3 separate regions of the Mus musculus genome follow, and regions 1 and 2 are each linked to region 3. The links are chromatin contacts, called in public promoter capture Hi-C maps. All regions are on one chromosome and are shown on one strand. The core of a region is the stretch at or near the end of the contact, and the rest is flanking DNA. Distances in the headings are between cores, read along the strand shown.

Region 1 (3,252 bases), core at 607-3,106, 53 kb before region 3:
CGAGATTTTTAACATTTGCTTATGAAGGAAGGAACTTTGAGGCCAAGTCAACTAGGACCCTACCTTGACTTGACACCAATCTAGGGAGGGATGGGTACCTTACCGTGCACTTGTGTGGCTTCTCGCCCGTGTGTCTGCGCATGTGCACCACCAGCATGTATTGGGCCTTGAAGGGCCTCAGCTCCCTGGAGCAACCTCCCCAATGGCACACGAATTCCTTCCGCTCCCCGTGGATATGCTCACTGTTGATGTGCTGAGGAGGAAGAGGGAGAGGCTTTCCGAGGTCCCAGACCCTGAACCTACTCCTTCCAGCCCCACACTCATCACCTCAGCTTCTCCTCTTGGGGGAATAAGAGTGGGGAATGCAGCTCCGCCCATACTTCAGGTCTTCTAGCTTACTAGAGCAAAGATACTCTGGGCTTCAGTCTGCAGGACTGAGCATGCAATCTCGGACCTCAGTACGCTTGAACCTCTTGCCTTTAGTTAGACCTCAAAGCTCCATTTAGTCTCCTTCAGGCTCCCACCAACCATCTGTTACCCCCTGGGGCTCACGTGCACCAGCTGCTCCTGGGAATCGAACTCCTGGCTGCAACCATCCCAGCGGCAGTCTGTCTCATACACAGACTCAGGCTCAGGCTTCTCCTCTCTCTCCAGGTCCTCCCGCCCATCCAGCATCCCCAACAGGTGATCCTAGGGTGAGAGACACAGCCCTTAGGGTCATTTGTGCGGCAAGGTTTGTTTCACTCAGGTCCCTGGGGAAAGCCCTGCCCCTCCCTTACCTGTGTGCCTGTGGAGTTGGGGCTAGACATGTCCCCTTCCAAAGGGTCCTCCGGGCACTTGCCAACCATCATATCCAGCTCTGACTTCAGCTTCCCCAAGGGAAGAGGTGAGGGTATTGAGGGTGGAATAGTCAGAAGAGAAAACAAGCCAGGTCTTCCTGCCTTACAGACCCCCCACCCAAATCCTGAGTATGAGGGCTCTCCACAGTCTGCCCTGGTAAACGGGATGAACAGAACGGTGCTCTCCTCTGGGAGAGTCTGAGTCCATGTTCCTTGTACCAAACGCTTTTATATCTGCTGTCTTCCTTCACCTGTCCCCTCCCCCTTCCCCCACAATTGTCCTGAGCTGGAGAAGACAACGTGGAGGGCCCCACCTGGCAGGTTGCACGTGGTCCCCGGGACTGGGGGTGAAGCATCATTGAACCCCGAGTAGAGTCATGTGGTACACAGGGCTGGACTCCATAGGGAGGTGAAGTTCCTTTTTGATGACTCATCTGAGGTGGGAATCCTAAAGAAGGGCTAGGTGGAGAAGAGGCTGTTAGTGAAGAGAATCAGCCACCAGGAGTCCTTGCTCTGTCCTGCAGGTTTCTGGGAGGTGTGGTTGAAGAAGCCCTGGGGAGGTCCTGAAGAGGGTTCCAATGCGTTGGGGGAGGGGAAGGACTAGAGCTGGGCTGGAGGTTTGAAGGGTCTGAGTCTTCTAGTGGGTGTCAGTACATATCTTGGGGGCCTCTTAATCTGAGGCTGCCAGCACCTCATGGTACCAATGGAGAGATGGCCGTAGGAACCGCCCGGAGATGTACAGCGAGAGTTGATGAAAGCCACCAGGGAGCTGGGTGAGGTCCGGATTACGGTTTGCAGGTCGAGGCTGGCATCAGAAAGGGGCGAGATGGAGAGAGCCCGCTTCTTTGTTAATTTGACTGAACTCCGAGGAGGAGGAGGAGGAGGAAAGAGAGATCCTAGGGCAGGAGACAGGAGTTAAGATGTAGTAAAGGGGGCTGGAGAGATGGTTCTGTGGTTAAGAGCACTTGCCGTTCCTTCAAAGAATCTGAGTATGATTTCTAGTACCCACATCAAGCAGTTCACTACTTCCTGTAACTCCATCTCCAGGGATGGTCCCACACCCTGGGCCTCAGGGAGGGCGCCAGGACCTGCACAGCCTCACACAGACATATACATTGTTACAAAAATAAAATTACAATGGGGGGGAAAGATACTGTAAAGGTACATTGTATCCCTGCACTTGGTGGGTGGGGCCTCGCTCAAAAACCTTGCTGCTTTTGCCTTGCTCTGCCTAGAGCCTCTTGATTGATTGTCCCCTGGTTGCCTTTGTCTCTGGATGTTTCTTACCTTGAGTTTGGCCCTAGCTTCCCCACCTTCTCCTGCAGAGCAAGTCCCAGACGGGCAGGGGCAGGGGGGATTGCCCCAGTGCTCACCTTCAGTGCAGCTGCTGGTCTCTCTGGCTGCTCCATAACCCTGGGACCCTGACATAAAGTTGGCTTGGTGGCAAAAGGGCAGACCAGAAAGTCCTAGAAAAGAGAGACAGCTGGAGCCAGGTCTTTGAATGGGGAATACAGGGCTTACCTTAAGACCCAACATAAGATATGATCCCAAACTCTAAACATACATGGTGGTGTGTGTGTGTGTGTGTGTGTGTGTGTGTGTGTGTAAATCCTCCTGTAGATAGGAAACTAGAATGCGCTAGGGATGGAGTTGAGAGGATCCTGGCGCTAGGTGAGACGACTGCCAAGTCCTCAAGGCCCAGGGACTGGTAAATGTATTCACCTTCTGTTCCCATGCTGGGGACTCCTTGGCTGTGGAGGGGTCGGAGACAGCATGGCTCACTATAGCTATTGACTTGTGGTGGAGTCATTGGATTGAACATGGCGTCTCAGGGAAGGATGAGGGGACCTGTGGAAAGGAATGTAGATCTGCCAGTTATAAAGATGGAACGAAACAGAGAAGATAAATGACAGTTTCAGGCACAGATCCCCCCCCCCCCCCGCCCGCCAGCATGTCCCTTGTGCCTCTAACCCTCATCTCAGAAACTGGTCATGGAAATCAATAACGTTTTTCAGCTTCCTTAAGAAGAAACATCCCAAAGAGTGGGCAGAAGCAGCCGTTCAGTCTTGGGGATCCACAGTCTCTGTATGTACAAGGGAATGTTAGGGACTAACTGATCCAACACAAGTCCTAGGTGATTTTTAATGCCATGAGCTCTCTCTACTTGCTTTTCTTTTTTCTTTTCCCTCTACCATTTCTTGTTCTGGCCATGGGCCAGCTTTGAGGTGTGTGATGGTGGAACACACGGAAGGTCTGACTTCATGCCCAGGGCTGCCGGCTCATGCCCAAGAGCAGAGCTCATGAGCAATCTCTCCAGTGTCCACTAGAGGGAGACCTCGTTTCAGTCCAGATAGACTGGTAGGGCCAGAAGAGAACACAAATGATCTGTCCTCAGACAGAGAACTATGTGTGG
Region 2 (3,026 bases), core at 258-2,757, 37 kb after region 3:
GAGTATTAGGATTACAGATGTGAGCACACATGTGGTCATCAGGCTTGCACGTCAAAAGCTTTTATCTGCTGAGTCATCTGGTCAGTCATCCTCCCTTTTGGGGGTGGTATGAGGATCATACCTAGAGCTTTCTGCATGTTATGTGAGCTACATCTCAGCCTTCACGTGCAAGCTTTGAGGAAACAGATTTTCAAGCCATGTAAAGAATGCGTTTCTAAAGTAAATTATAAGTATAGAGTGAGCATTTCAGACATGCGTCTTAAGCATCATTGCCAGGTTCTGAGGCACACACCTTTAATCCCAGCATTCCAGAAGTAATCTCAAAGGCCAGTCTATGAACATGCACTCTGAAAGATTATCTTTTCTCCTTTTTGACCATCATTTATCTTTTGGTTGGTTTGGGTTTGTTATTTCTGGTTTTGTAGAGAAACTCACTACATAAGCCTCAGATTTACTGTGTAGCCACCCCAACCTTAAATTCTAAGTCCTCCGACTCCAGCCACCTAAGGGCTAAGGCCAGGTGTCTGTTAGTAGGGAATGCCTAATTAACTTATCAGAGTGGACCAGGCCTCCATGTTCTCCCAGCATTCCGCTGTCCTACTGTTAAAGAGCATGGTTGGCACACCCTGTCCTCTACTCTGAACTCTCCAGTCCAGGGGCTGGGCTGCCCTTCCTTTGACCTTTGGCCTCCTGGCTGCTGTACCTGATCCCTCCCTCTCTCTTCCCTTCCTCTCCTCCTCTCCCCATATGGTTCAGGGTAGTGACCACTCTGAACTCTCTTAGATGTTTGTCCCTCTGGTTAGGTCTCCCTTATATTGATAATAAACTTTCTCCTCCACCATACTTAGGAGCAGCAGCCCTCCCATCCCCTCCTCTCCCTCTCCCTCTCCCTCTCCCCCCTCTCCCCCCTCTCCCCCCTCTCCCTCTCCTCTCCCTCTCCCTCTCCCTCTCCCTCTCCCTCTCCCTCTCCCTCTCCCTCTCCCTCTCCCTCTCCCTCTCCCTCTCCCTCTCCCTCTCCCTCTCCCTCTCCCTCTCCCTCTCCCTCTCCCTCTCCCTCTCCCTCTCCCTCTCCCTCTCCCTCTCCTCTATCTCTTTTTCATCCAGTGTGCACAACCATGCCTGTTTGGGCTTTTGTTGTAGTTTGATTGCTTTATTTTCAGACTCTGACTCGTGGCCTCCTCCTGCCTTAGCCTCCAGAGTGCTGGAGTTCTAGGCATGGGCTCCCTACCATTGTTCTGATTTACATGTTCTGCCTTAGCTCTCCATGTTGTGGGGGTCTTTGACTGTGATAGAGCTATCTCCTTGCTCAGGTGGGCTTAATTCTAGAGAAAATATGGCCATAGAAATGCAGCAGCCACTGAATCACTCTGAGTGGCCCCAGGATCTTGTCTTAAAAACAGTGAAGAATAATGAGCCAGGACAGCAGAGGAGCCAGAGCTTTACTGAGGTGGAGAGGAAGTCTGGCCTCCTGCCTGGGCCCTTTTTATGCCCAATACTTGGTCCTGATTGGCTTATGTAAACAAAGGGTTGTGCTGAGAGCCTTCAGCTTTGCTGAATTGGATGGCTGTGGAGGACTGAGATAGCTCAGGAAGAGCCTGCCATCCACAGAAGAAGTTACTAGGAGGGGGAAGAACCAGGAAGTGAGGAGTTGCTGATCAGCTTAAAGGCCCGTGGTCTTGTTATGTTAATATGTCACAGCCATTTAAAATCTACAGCTCCTGCCTAGCGTGTTGGCACACATTTAAATTCCAGCCCTGAGGCTGAAGCAGAAGGACCTGTATGAGTTCATGCAGGCCTACATAAGTGAGACCCTGTCTCAGACCACAGCACCATTCACAGCTTCTTAGGGAAATCCATGGAGTATGAACTTTATTCTACAGACTCTGCTCTCAAGGCCCAATCTAATATTTATATGCAGAAGGACTTCTGAGCTAAACTTAGAACTTTGGAGCTAAATTTGGCAAGATGTGCAGTTTGGGGCCAGCTGCTGCACCCACTGCAGTGCTGTCTGGGGAACTGGTGCTGCTGGTTGGCAGGTATTTCTCCTGAGGTCAGCCTAGAGCTTCTGCCTACACAGTACTCATCAAGAAGACAGACAACCTGCCAGTTTGTAACGCTTCTTCTTATCCTTATCTGTCTGAAAGAACCTACCTTACTCCTGTCTCTGTCATTTGGACATTTGCCTCTGGTGTCCACCTCTGGAAAGCCATTCCTTCCTTACTCTTCCGGTTGGGTGCTGTGCTCATGGTACTCCTCTTCCTCTGGATATCTGTGAGTGTACTCACTCATAGATATGGCATCCTGTGTATGGTGAGTCCTTAAAATACTGCCACATTTCTTAATACTGCCACATTTCTTAAAATAAACTGATTTGCAGGCTGGGTGGTAGTGCCTAGCATTGACGTGAAGGCTTTGTGTTCACTAAGTATGTACTGTGCCATTGAGGTGCCTTGACCTTCCCTCCCCAAATCCAGAATTTTAAATGGGCCAAATATCGAGCAAAAAATACTAAGCAATCCAACATCCTGTTACCCTTTATCTTCTTTTAGTTTTATGCTGTAACATATTTTAGAAGGAGAGCCTAGCCTTTAATGGCTGAGCCATCTCACCAGCCCACTATTATAACTTAGAGTCTTATTCTTTTGTATCTTTTGAAGTTTTTCTTTTTTTGTATTGCTTACTAACCTATCATAGTGCATTGACAAGAGCCAGCAATGTGTGTAACACTCATAACAAACTCTCTCTGCTTGGAGATTTTAATCTTCCCTGTACCTTCTCTAGTATATATGGAGAAAGAAGAGTTAATTTTTTTAAAAAGGGAAATGAACTGCAGAAAAGCAGGAAGTGGGCAAGTTCATAACTCAGTGGGCAAAAGAGATGCTCACCATTCTGACAGCCTAAGTCCAGTCCTTAGGACCTACATAGTTGAAGGAGACAGTTCTGCCAAGTGCGTGTTCACTTGCACACACACACAAAGATATAGACTAGATGTAGAAGAAAACTTGATTTATAAAAGAGAGAGAGCA
Region 3 (3,315 bases), core at 503-3,002:
TTGTTACCTCTGTACTTCACCTGCCCTGGGCCGGCAGTTAATCACTTCTGAAAGAGTCCTGATCTTTTAGTGGGGAGTAGTTCCTTCACAGGGAGATTACTTCCTTTTCTTTTTAACTATAGATGCTGTAGCTCTATAGCACTGGCTATTTATTTATTTCACGTACATTGGTGTTTTGTCTGCACGTATGTCTGTGCAAGGGTGTCAGTTCCTTTGGAACTGGAGTTACAGTTGTGACCCACCATGTGGGAATTGAACCTGGATTCTCTGGAACAGTAGTTAGTCAGTGCTTTTAACCAGGAAGCCATCTCTCCACCCCCTACTTCTTATTCTTAGCTGCCTATCTATTCTTACTGTTTTCATTTGATAACCCACACATTTGTGTGTATGTGTGTGTGTGTGTGTGTGTATCTCAAAACTGCATATTCTGAGATGTACTCAGGCAGTATAGTATCTCAACTAAATTCCTTCATCAGAGGAAGTGAGTTCTAGGTAGTGCTGATGACTTCTTGGGGATGAGCTGTGTAGGGAAGAGGCCTTGTAGTGTTTTCCCATAAGTGGCTTTTGTGGATGGTGTTTTGTCACAGCAACAGAAAATAACCAGTACTTATTTATATGGTGACATATAAGGTAGGCATAAAGTACCGTGTTCCTACTCTTGGTTTTTTGAGACAGAGGCTGTCCTGAAACTCTCCGTATAGACCAGGCTGGCCTCAAACTCCGAGATCTGCCTGTCTCTGCCTCCTAAATGTTGGGGTTAAAGGCGTGCACCATCACCACCACCATCTGACTGTAGATAGCATTTTCTTTTAGGTTTTATTTTAATTTTATGTGTCTGGGTATTTCACCTACTTGTGTGTCTGTGCACCACTTGTGTGCCTGGTCCCTATGGAGACTAGAGAGCATCAGATGCCCTGAAACTAGAGCTAGAGATGGTTGTAAGCTGCCATGTGAGGGCTAGGAATCAAATCTGGGTCCTCTGGATGAGTGGTGGGTTCTCTTAGCACCTGAGCCATCTTTGCAGCATCCCATCTAGACAGTGCTGGTCTTGAACTCCTGATGTTCCTGCCTCAGCTTCCCAAGCACTGGGATTTTGGTTTACTCAGTTCCACACCTGGCTCAGAAAATATCTCAGTTACCACAGTTACTAACCTGTCAGTTGTATGTATTTCTTCCTTTTATATGGTTGGGTGCACTAAGATTACTGAAGAAATAGCTGCCTGGCAACATAAAAGCACAGATATTAAAAGGAATTACATATCTTCCAACTGTTTCTATTGCTTGGTTAAATTTAGAACCATACAGGGCTTTTGTAGAATTAAAATCCCTGGGGATTTTATAGTTAATAGACAGTATTCAGCTTTTCAGAGTTAGGAATAATATATGTAGCTTCAAAATGATTTTTGTACCGTCACTCACACCATTTAATTAAAACACAGAGACCAAAGCTGGGCGTGGTGGTGCACGCCTTTAATCCCAGCACTGGGGGGGGGGGGGGGGGCAGAGGCAGGCGGATTTCTGAGTTTAAGGCCAGCCTGGTCTACAAAGTGAGTTCCAGGACAGCCAGGGCTACACAGAGAAACCCTGTCTCAAAAAACCAAAAACCCAAAAAAAAAAAAAAAAAAAAAAAAAAAAACCACAGAGACCAGTAAAAAGTCAGAACTGTTCTAAGAATTTTAGTTCACTGCCATGTTGCTGAAAGTGGATTAGAGCCTGGATTTGATGTAGTGAAGGATTCTTTTTCTTTCTCAGGTGCATTGCAAGAGGCGACCCTGTCCTTCCTCAGTGTCTCTCAGCAGTAAACCTGATACAGTTCCTAAGATCCCGCCTGGATGGAGGAGCCAGCACCATATCTGTGCTAGAAATCAGGTAAGCATCACACTGGGGCTTACAGGTAACGCTTGTGATGCTTGGATTGTTTTCGGAGTTCATACAGTTTGAGCAGCAAATAACCTGTGTACCTGTACGGACCATCAACATAAGGAAAGGTAGACTTAAGGAGGGGTACTTTGTTTTTTTTTTCTTTTTGTTTTTTTTTTTTTTTAATATTTATTATATGTAAGTACACTGTAGCTGAACTCAGACACCCAGAAGAGGGCATCAGATCTCATTATGGATGGTTGTGAGCCACCATGTGGTTGCTGGGATTTGAACTCAGGACCTTCAGACAAGCAGTCAGTGCTCTTAGCCACTGAGCCATCTTTCCAGCCGAGGAGGGGTACTTTGAGTACATAATTTAGATTAAGTAGAATTTAAAATAGAAAACTATTCTATAGTAAATATCTTTAGTGCATCATTTGGTAGCAGGGAAAGTAATGCTATTATTGCATAGTAAGACATTCTGGGGATGTTTGAAAGTATAAAACTTCATCATAGATTGAGGAGAAAAATTAATGTAAATAGAATGTTCAATAACATGGTAAAAGTAAAAAAAATAAAATAAGGCTACTTTTTGCTCTTTTAAAAGTTGTTATGGGAATGGAGAGATGGTTCAATGGTTCAAGAGCTAGTTGCTCTTCCAGAGGACCCAGGTTCAATTCCCAGTACCCACACTGCAGTTCACAAATGTCTGTAACAGTTCCAGGGAATCCTACATCTTCACACAGACAGACATATATGCATGTAAATTAAAAATAAATAAGTTATTTTTAAAAAAGTTATAGGGTTTGAATGAATATCACAGCAATTAAGATCACTGTCTATTCCTTAAGACCCAGGCTGCTCACAAAGGTCTATAACTCCAGTTCCAGTGGGTCTGACTCCTTCTTGCCCCTGAAGGCAGTAGTGCATGGACAGGGTGCACAGACACACATGTGGCAAACCATGTGTATACATGAAAAGAATAACAATTTTGGAGGAAAGAAACTGAAGTCCAACTAGAAAACAAAACCTATTATGGACAGTAAGAAACTTTTGCTTGAGCTGGGTGTGGTGGTGCACACCTGTCTCGGGAGGCAGAGGCAGGCGGATTTCTGAGTTTGAGGCCAGCCTGGTCTACAGAGTGAGCTCCAGGACAGCCAGGGCTACACAGAGAAACCCTGTCTCGAAAAACCGAAAAAAAAACAAAACAAAACAAAACAAAAACAAAAAAAAAAAAAGGAAACTTTTGCTTATGTGTATTATATTTATCAATATTGAACCCTATTATGGATTAAAACTAAGAAAAAAATTTTAAATATTGATTCATCAAATGTAACATTCTTCTTATATATTGATAATGTCTGTAACTTTGTGTATACATATATGCATAAGAGTGCATGTGCCTGTGCTCACATGTCTGGAAGCCGGAGGTCAACATTGAGTGTTCGATGTCCT

The links. Promoter capture Hi-C pulls out the DNA fragments that hold promoters and counts their contacts.
Region 1: a contact with region 3 is called in a promoter capture Hi-C map of 3T3-L1-derived adipocytes, with 5 times the contacts expected there. The contact joins the enhancer-like site here to the promoter of R3hdm2 in region 3. A contact is called at or near these places in 4 of 39 promoter capture datasets (the 3T3-L1 cell line, 3T3-L1-derived adipocytes and liver), 10 of 484 Hi-C or Micro-C datasets (CD4 T cells, the G1E-ER4 cell line, cerebral cortex and 7 more), 4 of 115 datasets of contacts at active chromatin or transcription factors (embryonic stem cells and trophoblast stem cells) and 4 of 9 other capture datasets (adipose tissue, liver, macrophages and 1 more).
Region 2: a contact with region 3 is called in a promoter capture Hi-C map of embryonic stem cells, with 3 times the contacts expected there. The contact joins the enhancer-like site here to the promoter of R3hdm2 in region 3. A contact is called at or near these places in 15 of 39 promoter capture datasets (3T3-L1-derived adipocytes, the HPC-7 cell line, Sertoli cells and 9 more), 1 of 15 datasets of contacts at CTCF or cohesin (the NIH/3T3 cell line), 17 of 484 Hi-C or Micro-C datasets (LSK cells, Sertoli cells, bone marrow-derived macrophages and 12 more), 13 of 115 datasets of contacts at active chromatin or transcription factors (the 230-238 cell line, the HPC-7 cell line, bone marrow-derived macrophages and 7 more) and 4 of 9 other capture datasets (adipose tissue, liver, macrophages and 1 more).

Annotation. Positions count from the first base shown.
Region 1 is chr10:127,335,860-127,339,111 of GRCm38.p6, forward strand. It overlaps Gli1 (GLI-Kruppel family member GLI1), which reads right to left. Exons shown (of 13, transcript NM_010296.2): 3 at 2,562-2,687; 4 at 2,213-2,305; 5 at 1,531-1,735; 6 at 1,154-1,298; 7 at 780-869; 8 at 553-690; 9 at 104-253. The coding sequence starts at 2,661. Among named protein-coding and RNA genes, the nearest start is that of Gli1, 4.1 kb to the right of the region's middle. Within about 2 kb of position 1,857, at least 19 of the 459 cell types and tissues checked have an H3K27ac peak or open chromatin away from gene starts, as enhancers often do. A contact at or near this core is called in embryonic stem cells and trophoblast stem cells, where this site is marked.
Region 2 is chr10:127,425,329-127,428,354 of GRCm38.p6, forward strand. All of the region lies in intron 2 of R3hdm2 (R3H domain containing 2), which reads left to right. Among named protein-coding and RNA genes, the nearest start is that of Gm23819, 22 kb to the left of the region's middle. Within about 2 kb of position 1,508, at least 84 of the 459 cell types and tissues checked have an H3K27ac peak or open chromatin away from gene starts, as enhancers often do. A contact at or near this core is called in the HPC-7 cell line, the NIH/3T3 cell line, adipose tissue and 9 more, where this site is marked.
Region 3 is chr10:127,388,559-127,391,873 of GRCm38.p6, forward strand. R3hdm2 (R3H domain containing 2) reads left to right here and starts at 1,753. Exons shown (of 26, transcript NM_001168292.1): 1 at 1,753-1,869.